Linked DNA regions of Mus musculus: region 2 is linked to region 1. The links are chromatin contacts, called in public HiChIP or PLAC-seq maps. All regions are on one chromosome and are shown on one strand. The core of a region is the stretch at or near the end of the contact, and the rest is flanking DNA. Distances in the headings are between cores, read along the strand shown. Region 1 holds the start of Rab23 (RAB23, member RAS oncogene family). Region 2 overlaps Dst (dystonin).

Region 1 (4,955 bases), core at 1,802-4,301:
ATTTATTTTTATTATATATAAGTACACTGTAGCTGTCTTCAGACACTCCAGAAGAGGGAGTCAGATCTCATTACGGATGGTTGTGAGCCACCATGTGGTTGCTGGGATTTGAACTTTGGACCTTTGGAAGAGCAGTCGGGTGCTCTTACCCACTGAGCCAGCTCACCAGCCCCAAATTTCCTCATTCTTAAAATGACCAGCCCACTTGGCTACTCTAGAGGCAGTAAAATGCCGTTTGCAGGAACCCATCAGTACACAGACTGCACCTGAAATGCAAGAACTCTCTTAAGCTTCCAGAGTTGCCCTGGGCACTTCAGAAACTTGCATGGTCCTAAGAATCTTCTAGAAGTACTTGTTAAAGTGGGTCTCCTGAGAAGAGCTAACCATCCATGATCCGAAACCTCAGAGCAGTAGCCTTGAATCTCGTTTTTGAAGAGAAGTGCAAGCTGGGTGTGGTGGTCCAGCCCTGCAATGCCAGCACTCAGCGACAGAAGAAGGAGGTCACTACCAGTTTAAAGTCTGCCTGGACTACAGTGAGATCATAGCTACAAAACAAACAAGAAAAGCCTAGAAGCATCAAAGGATGAGGCTTAGCCTTCCCGTCAGAAAGAGCCACCTGCACTGCCACCTTTGGGATGTACCGTGGGATCCACACTTGCCTAAGAGGAACATTGGTGGGCAGGACAACTAGACTGAGGAGTGGGGTTCCCCTTTGCACTGGGCTCTCTACCAGAGCAGCTGCAGGCTGGACCTCCTTCCTGGAAACCCTCCTTTCGCAGGTGTCAAAGGGCATCGCAGTCTTAAGGCTCTTCCTTCCGCGGTCACAGGAGCCTCCCCATAAGCCTGTTGTGCTGCTAACGCTATCTTGGCATTTGCTTCTTTAACAGTCCAAATGGATACTCTCGCTCATGAAGTTTTATAGTCACGTAAATGTTAGAGACTCTGGACTGTGCCTAATGTTGGAACCCAGGAGAACTTCAAAGAACTTGGATCCTGTGCTCAGAGAAGATGATTTCAATGCTCTAGGATGAAACCAAGACTTCAACCACCAGCCTCTTATAACCCTGAAGCTCAGGAGCAAATCTAAATCTAGCAAGAGTGGTGGAGAATGCTGTTATTCAGGGTCTCACATGACGGACTGAGGCCAGAGAGCACCTGGGAGCTCCAGACCAGTGTGGGCTACACAGTGAAATGCCATCTCAGAAAAAAACAGAAAAACAATAACAATACAAACCTACACTCCTTACCAAGATCTGACCGTGTTCATCCAGCTTGTGTTTCACACTGGCTCAGTTTTGGGAAGTCGACTTCCTCTTCTCAATCTAAACAATTCTTCACCCTACAATTAACGTTCAAAAACAAAACAAAACAAAAAACCCTCAATAGTATCAACAACAAAATAAGCCATCTCCCCAGACCTATAACAACTCAATTCATAATCATATAAAACTGAAAACTCCCCAAATGCCCTTCAGTGGGCGGATAATATAATTGGCTATGTTTAGCACATCTACCTAATTAAACAGGGAGTAGAAGGAGAAAAGGGCTATCCACACAGGAAACTGTGGAACAGATAATGTGGCTTAATTGGTACACTGTTTGTCTAGCTCCACAAGGCCCCGGACGCCATGCCTAGCAGCCCGCGGCGCACACACACACACACACACACACACACCTGGCATGACGGCACATGTCTGTCATCCCAGCACTAGGGAGGTAGAGGCAGAAGAATCCTAAGGTCATGATTATCCTTGCTACTGGAGCAAGTCTGAGGCTAGCCTGGACCACCTGAGATCTTGTCTCAAAAAGATATGAAGAGCCTGTCCCCCCAATAACCAACAGGGCCGCATCTTGAATCTCAAAGGTGTTTATATATAGTCATGGAAGACAGTTATCAACATCTCAAACTGTTACACTAAAATGGCATTCTGAAAACAGTGATTTCTAGGAATCAGGAATAAGAGGTAAGATATAAAGAGACAACATGAGGTTTTAACAGGTAGCAGGACTGGTTTCATATCCTGACCAGATATATGAATCTAAAACTCTCCAAATGGTTATTTGGGTTTTTTTTTTTACCATATGGAAGTTAAAAAATAAAATTTAAACAAAGATGTGAAAGCAGATCGTAGCGTCGGGAATTACTGTTAAGATTCTCAGAAACTAGTTACAACACTGCATCCCAGCCTTCAGGGGGAAGAGGCTCTGAGTTTGAGGCCAGCCTGTCTACACAAGTTCCAAGCCAGCCATGCCATCACAGGGAGAGCCTATCCCAAATCACACATGCTTTTAAGAAAAAAAAAATGCAAAAAATAAGTATGTTCTTTGAAAAGCACAATGCTACATATAATTAAAAACCGACAGTAATTATCAATGTCCTCTCTTCTCGGTTTCAAATCCCTTGGCAACCAATGCAGACTCTCGCGTAGGCAAAGGAAAGGATGGGTCAACTTGCTAAAGAAAGGCTTGCCGGGTTTGTTTTTTCCTACAGCAACCCGCCCGTTACAGAAGGCACTGGGATCGTCCCAGGCGGAGTCGCGCAGCCCTGTGCGTCCCGCGCCGCGCCGCACCCGCATCAAGTTCTCCCACTCTCGGGTTCCCGCTCCTGGGAAGCCACGGCGGTTGGTGAGCGAGCCGCGGCCGGGGTCGTCGGCGCGGAGCGGTCCCCACGAGGACGCGAGAGCAGAGCGCCGCCCGCAGCCGCCGTCCGCGCCCACAGCGACATCCCGGCGGCACCGCAGCCCCGAGCCGAGGCCGCGCAGGCCGCACTCACCTCTGCCCGCAGCCCGGAACCCTCAGCGCGGAGCCCGCAGCCCGGAACGCACAACCCGCAGCGCTGAGCCCGGAACGCACAGTCCGCAACACCGAGCCCGGAACGCACAGCCCGCAGCACCGAGCCCGGCTCCTCCCCGCGGACGCCTCGTACCCGCTCCGCTCTTTCAGAACGATTATGAGTCTCTAGCGAACTTTATTAGTATCCGGGTTCACCGAGCTACTCCTTGCCGACGCCGCCGGGGATGGAGGGCGCGCCGGACTCCCGCCCGCCGCGCTGAGGAGCATGCGCCACCTGGTCTGCGCATGCTCAGCACCGGCCCCGCCCTGCGCTGGCAGGGAAGGCGCGGGCTGGGTTTGCACAGCATCAGGCCTTGGTACCCAAGGAGACCAAGGTGAGCAGGATGTGCTAACCTACTGAAGGTGTGCCTTGTTTCCCTACACAGGGTCAGGTATCCGGGGGCCTCAGAAGTCTGTCACCACCTGAGACTCACGTGGTAGCACTGAAGTGTGAAAAAAAAAGTGATGAATGAAGACAAATAATTTGTTTGCAGGGTATGACTGAACAAAATAGAAGACCGTGATGGCTAACAACTCAGAAAACTAACCCACAAATTTAAAAAGGTCCTGCAAAAAAGCAAACTCGCTTCAAACGCGGCGTGGAAACACACGTGTGTGATCCTAGTACTTGGAAAGATGGTGTGGCATGAAGATCAGGATTTCAAGGCCAGCCTGAACTACAATAAACTATGTCTCAAAATACATAAACGTTGGTTGTTTCTGTATGCATCAAAATAAAACAGGGGAGGGTGATATAAAATACCAAGTGTTGAAAAGAATGTGAATTAGCTGAATTTGTGTGCTGGAGCAACTCCTTTGAACGAGAAGGAGAGTTTGTTACATTTGTGCACCCTGTGATCCACCCATTCCTTGGTCACACAGCTGATAGGAACTGTCCTTATGATATACAGGCAAACAGATGTCAGGACACCCATAGCTGCATCTGTCCTAATACTCTCCAAATGGAAATAACCCAAAAGATGTCAATGAACTAATACCTCTCCGTTGTGTAATGGAACCACTACACAGCCATGAAAAGGAGCCTCTGCAGCTGTAAGCATTAACAACACACAATGACAGAAGCTTAAGGTTAAAACAAAGTGCTGTACACAAAAGCACACACTGCATGCCAAACCCATTGTTTTCTCCTTCCTTTTTAGTTTGGGGTTTGTTTTTTTGTTTTTGTTTGGCTTGGCGTTTGGTTTTTGTTTTTCAAGGCAAAGTCTGGTTATTTATCCAAGACTGGCCAAGTGCAGCTAAGGCTGAATTTCAACTCACCACCCTGCTGTGTCAATCTCTTCAGTGCTGAAATTACAAGGCTGTGTCATCATGCCAAGCGTTCAGTTCATTTCCGTTGTTGCTCAAAACTCTTGACACTGAAAGTTCTCTGAGTGGAGCTGGAGAGATGGCTCAGTGGTTAAGAGTACTGACTCTTCTTCCAGAAGTCCTGAGTTCAATTCCCAGCAACCACGTGGTGGCTCACAACCATCTGTAATGGGATCTGAAACTCTCTTCTGGTGTGTCTGAAGACAGTGACAGTGTACTCTCACACATAAAATAAATCTTTTTTTTTTTTTTTTAAGTTCTCTGACTTAAAGGTTTTGTGCAGTCATAGCAGATGGGGGAAAAAAAGCCTGGTCCTAGGATATGACCCACAATTAGCAGCCGAGCTACACAAGAGTAGGGACCTACAAGTCAAGAGCATTTTCTAAAATTATTTTATTTATTTATTTAGTTAGTTAGTTTTTCGAGACAGGGTTTCTCTGTGTAGCCCTAGGTATCCTGGAACTCACTCTGTAGACCAGGCTGGCCTCGAACTCAGAAATCTGCCTGCCTCTGCCTCCCAAGTGCTGGGATTAAAGGCGTGCACCACCACTGCCCGACTGTCAAGAGCATTTTAAAATGAAAATTTGAAAACCTACATTAGCCATAGCTAAGAGGGTCTATATGAACCACTTGTTGCTTCAAGCACATCTTTTTTTTTTTTTTTTTTTTTTTAAAGATTTATTTATTATTTTATGTAAATACACTGTAGCTGTCTTCACACACTCCAGAAGAGGGAGTCAGATCTCATTACGGATGGTTGTGAGCCACCATGTGGTTGCTGGGATTTGAACTCTGGA
Region 2 (5,293 bases), core at 1,284-3,783, 250 kb before region 1:
CTATTTTTGTCTCAACCCTCTCAAGTTCAGAGGATCTGGGTTTGAATGTCAGCTCCTGCTTTCCACCAGACACACTAATCCTCTTCTGGACACTGAGCCTTGCCCCAGGTCTCTGAGGGTAATTAAAGGAGACACAAAACAGAGAGAAGCACAGGAGAGAGGGAGCACAGCAGAGAGGAGCATGGAGGGAAGGGTGAGGGGGGAGCACAGCCCAGGAACTCGGAGGCAAATGTGGAGAGGTCTTCCCATTACAACAATGAAAGCTGCTAAAGTTTGAATCTGGAACGCCCTCCGTGGTCTCCTACCCTGAAAGCACAGTGCCTTGTCTGTGACACTGTCTGAAGGCTGTGAGGTGATGGAGGCAGAGCCTGGCTAGAGGACAGGCCTCACTGGGGACTGGTCTTTGAAGGTGCTGCCTGCCCTGGCTCCAGCCTGCACTCCTTCCTATCTGAGCTGCATCAGCACATTCCTATCATCAATAACTGGGAGGCTCTGCACCTCGAAGTAATAGAGAATAACCTTCTGACACCAGGAAACAAAATACAGCCTCCTCTCTTGTTTCTATTGGATATGGCAGTCGCAGCAGCAGAGAGAGTGACTAATGCAGTATTTAAGAACTCTAGGATTCAGAAACACAAAAGTATTTTGTACTGTCCAAAGTATTAAAGCCCAAGGGAGGAGCTAGATCTGCCTTCCCTGCTCCAATGTGGTTCGAGATTTCTAGATATGCCAGTGACAGACCGTAAGACAGACAACCAATCTCAAGACACATTTACTGAGAGAAAATTAGGATAAACTGGTTGCCTATCGACTCAGCTCTAGAGACAGCTAATTCCCCAAGGAGTGCCATAATAAGTGTATGTATTATTGATTAAGTTTCTATTAGTGAAACCCATCACACATCTTATAGGCATACTAGAGTATGAATTATGAATTCAGGATGAGTATGTTATAGCCTAAAGCCCTGAACGCATACCACATGACATGCCACCATGATGCAAGCTGGCTAAAGTGGTTCAGTCATTGTTTTCCTTGTCTCCTCCTTCCATGCTAGGGAATTGAACCCACAGCCATTCAAAAGTCAGGCGAGCACTTTACCACAGAGCTACAACAGCCTCAGCTACTGTCATATTCTCTAATTCTTCTCTGCTGTCACGCTGCCGGCCTTTCTTACTTGCAAGTCTTGTTTTGGAGTATAAAAAAATAAATAGGGCTGGAGAGATGGCTCAGTGATTAAGAGCACCGACAGCTCTTCCAGAGGTCCTGAGTTCAATTCCCAGCAACCACATGGTGGCTCACAGCCATCTGTAATGAGATCTGATGCACTCTTCTGGTGTGTCTGAAGAGAGTAAAGGTGGTGTACTCATATACATAAAATAAATAAATAAATCTTTAAAAAATATATATATATAAAATAAATAAATAACTGTGACTAGAAATGCCAGAAGTAGCTTGCAGAAGGCCATTCAAATAATCCTGGGTCTCTCCGGCTGATGTCATCTCAGCCCATCTCCAAGCCACAGGGAGAGTTCTTCTAGCAAGGTGTGACAGCACTGACTATATGCGAGCAGAGGTGAGAAAAAGAACAGGTCTGGACCTGTGTTGAATGGACTGGCTACAGCAGGTACTGGTGAAGGCAGACAACTAAACCCATCAAAGGACATACATCATTCAGTCCACAGGCAACATCCCATTATCAGCAGCCTGCCGATGTCAAAAGTTTGCCCAGAAATCATATGACACGAGGAGCCTCCTCCCTGCTGACTGACAATTTCCGGCCTCCCAGAAGACTCACTGGAGATGCAATCAGATGAGGGAGTGTGCATCCCCGGCTCCGAAGCATACACACCATCCTCAGATTCCCTTCTTCGAGGAAGAGATGGTGGAACTGAGGCCTGACACCTAGAGTACTGCAGTAGTCGCTGACCTGTCCCAGCCTGCACTGCTGCTCACGCTGGCTGCGTGTTTAATCTTCCTAAGGTCACCTATGCAAAACCCCACGTAAATTATCGACAGCTCTCTATGCCCCTTCCTCTCCTCCCCCTGACCACATCATCCCTGCCTAGCACTTCCTGTTGTAAACACCAATCACAGGTCTTTGTCATTAAGTAGCTCTGTTGCAAACAATTCATTAGAAATAGGACCCTTCTGCTGGCCTCGTCACTAAACCTATTTCCACATGTGACCTGCCACCCAGTGACCCCAATGGAATGCAGAGGGATTATCAAGTCACATCTTGACAGTTCCCTTAGGCTGTCAGCACAGGAAATGGCAATATGGGCTAAGCATAGCATGAGGATAAACCAGGTGAATAAGGCTAAATTCTAATGCTAAAACAATGTAACATCATGGCAGTTTCAGAAATAACATTTTTAAAGCTTTCAAATAGCATTTTTCAAGGCCCAAATCCTTATTCACAGTATTGGTTAGAAAAATCCATGTGCCAAAAGCCACCGAGATGAGGACACCAGAGCACTTAGAATAATGTGTTCAGAAAATGACTGGCTCAACCCCAGCTGAGCTCCGGCGCCCCAGGGAAAGCCGTGCTGTGAACACATGACTAGTGTCTCAGTTGCTTTTATACAGCCATGACAAAAACCGTCAGGACCAAGACAACTTGTAAAAGAAACATCTAATCTGGGGCTCGTGGCTCCAGAGGGTTAGAGTCTCTGACCATTGTAGGGAGCATAGCAGCAGGCAGGTGGCCATGACACTGAAATAGAAGCTGAGAGCTCACATCTTGAGATGACAACCACTAGGCAGAGAGAGGGGGCTGAGTGAAGTCCATTCTGAGAGGGACACCTCTTGCAACAAGGCAGCACCTCCTATGTTCCCCAAACAGTTCTACCGATGGGGGAGGGGCAAGCATTCAAATATGTGAGCCTCGAGGGGCCATTCTCACTCAAACCAGCACAGTTAGGGGGACAGAGCCTTTTGCTGTCTCACAGCTGAAAGGCCAGTTAGAAGCTCTTCCAGAGTTACCCTGAGCTGAGTCCCAGCCCTAGAGACTCCTGGGAGGGGTTCAGCCACCGTCACAGGTTCCAGCTCCAGCCCGTCTTGGATGCTTTCCCTCTCTTGATACTGACTCTATTGTTGCTGTGATGTCTTAGCACACCTCAGCCTGCCAGCCTGTTAACTCTAGCGCTCCCATCCTCATTCTAGACCACAGCTTCAAGGGCGCTAGGAATTCCCTAGGTTTTTAGATCAGTCTGAGTGACGCTGGCCTGCTCCTGCCTCTGGCAAGGACCTCCCTAAGACCTTCTTGGAAAGCACAACCCTTCCTTTATGTGAACACGCAGTCACTTTGTGGGGGAACAACAGGATGGCTCAACTATTTATCCAAACTTATTTAAGGGGATAATTTCACCGTTTGACTGTTATTCAACACTTGTACAAAAGACAGCTTTCTACTTACAGGCCTTCTGGTGGAAGCACCTTGAACAGAGTGATAGAATTCTGGCTGCACCCGGCTGTTTTTCTTGATCCTTCGCTTCCTCCCCGATGACTCTTGTTCACTCTGATGATGGACTTCCACCACAGGCTTCACTTCTTCAAGCCGGGCAGCTGCGGCCGCTGCAACTCGCCTCCTGATGTGTCGGGGGCTTGCTCGGAACCCCTGTGGCAGGAAACACACACGGGAATTCAGATTTCCACATTTTTGTATAAATATTTCCTGGAGTTAGTTAAACTGTGTGCTCCCCAAGTCCCCCCCCTAGTCAATGAAATCATCTACATTCCCATTTGTGAGTCTAAGTGGTTCAACACACATGAAAATATTTTCCGCAGGGCTGAGGGCACTTCTACATTAAAAATGACCTTAAGATCAAGAAGGTTGATGGAGGAATGAAAAAGGAAAGAGGACTCTGCTCTGCTTCTGCATTGTTCAGATGAGTTGTGAATACACCTGCCTAAACATGATACAGAGGACAGGGTGGGGCATAGAACACGAGACCAGGCAGATGGTTACTTTTAAATGCCAAGAACACAATCTAAAAATCACCTGGGAATTGAGTCTTAATGAGGAGCTGTCTAGATCTCTAGCTGTGGGCATGTATTGAGGTGTAATAGAGGTGGGAAGGTTCGCCCATAGTGGGCAGCACCATTCCCTACGTCTGAATCCTGGCGCCTCTGAAAGAGGAAAGAGATGGAGCACAAGAAACCATGCATGCATTCCTTCTCTCTCTGCTCCTGGCTGTGGGTGTAACTTGATTGCTCAAGTTAGTATCTTGACATTCTTACAACACCGGACCATGACCTGGAATTGTAAACCAAATAAGCCCTGACTCCCTTAAACTTACTTCTGTTTGTGTCCTTAATTTACTACATCAACAGAGATGATGGATGAAGAACCCCTCTGCATTCCTGAGAGCAGAATCTCTCGGGAGGGTCCGTAGGGATGCAGAGCATCATTACATCCTAACAAAGGGAAGATGCAGAGCTAAAGCAGAGGTAGCCTGGTCAAGGATGTGAGCGTGGGAGTGATGCGCCTGTGTCCAAATGCTGAGTCATTGATAAAGCCACACAGTTATTAAACATCTGTGACTTCCGCTCCCTACTCCACGTAATGTTCACATTCTATACATAAGACTTTTAGCTTCTAAACAAAGGGTATATCTAAAATGCCGAGTAGCATATCTAGAAAAAAAGCGGGTGCTTGATAAAACAGTCACGTGTTCTTTCTCTCTTGAGGTAAGGTAAGCATAGCTCTTCAGACAAAGAAACAAGTTCAAATAAGTCATAGTGTGAAAAGAATTTCAAAAGTTATCAGTGATGGTCTCAGTCCTCTTGTGGCAGAGAACAAAAAGCAGTTTAGCAGAGAACAAAAGGAGTAATTCACACTGAGTTCACAAACAACACACAAGCACCACTCTCAGTGGTAGCCAGTCTCACAGAAAGGACTGAATGGAGCTGAGAATACTCTATATTTGGCTCAGTTTAGTGGGCGGCAGGCTCTTGAAGACCGAATAGTACTTATGTTCCAGGCAAGGGACAGGACTTAGGAATGAATGAATATGTAAAATGGCAGGCACACGTATGAAGTATTTACAAGCAACGGAGATGGTATTCTATGACATGCCAGCAGGAGAGTGCAAGTCAGGCATGGATGGAAATGAAAGGGGTTCAGTAAGCAACAGATACTCTGGGGGGCCTGGGGGCTATGTGTTTGTGGCTTGTCTGGATTTTAGAAGAGACATAAAAGGCTAGAAGACTGAGGTGAGACTAACACAGGCAGCAAAGCAGCACGTTCTAAAGAAGGTCTGACTGTGGGTGCGCCCAGCTCAGAAAGACTGTG

Evidence for each region. HiChIP or PLAC-seq counts read pairs in DNA pulled down with a chosen protein or histone mark.
Region 2: a CTCF HiChIP or PLAC-seq map of the NIH/3T3 cell line shows a contact between it and region 1, with 13 read pairs. The contact joins the enhancer-like site here to the promoter of Rab23 in region 1. A contact is called at or near these places in 1 of 39 promoter capture datasets (cranial neural crest), 2 of 15 datasets of contacts at CTCF or cohesin (the NIH/3T3 cell line and large pre-B cells), 8 of 484 Hi-C or Micro-C datasets (the Ba/F3 cell line, the G1E-ER4 cell line, Sertoli cells and 4 more), 2 of 115 datasets of contacts at active chromatin or transcription factors (bone marrow-derived macrophages and embryonic hindbrain) and 1 of 9 other capture datasets (adipose tissue).

What each region holds. Positions count from the first base shown.
Region 1 is chr1:33,717,992-33,722,946 of GRCm38.p6, reverse strand. It overlaps Rab23 (RAB23, member RAS oncogene family), which reads right to left and starts at 3,051. Exons shown (of 8, transcript NM_008999.4): 1 at 2,774-3,051; 2 at 1,248-1,339. It overlaps Gm32229 (predicted gene, 32229), which reads left to right and starts at 3,101. Exons shown (of 4, transcript NR_157041.1): 1 at 3,101-3,167.
Region 2 is chr1:33,967,026-33,972,318 of GRCm38.p6, reverse strand. Dst (dystonin) reads right to left here. Exons shown (of 103, transcript NM_001276764.1): 3 at 3,416-3,616. Among named protein-coding and RNA genes, the nearest start is that of Dst, 61 kb to the right of the region's middle. Within about 2 kb of position 2,533, at least 8 of the 459 cell types and tissues checked have an H3K27ac peak or open chromatin away from gene starts, as enhancers often do.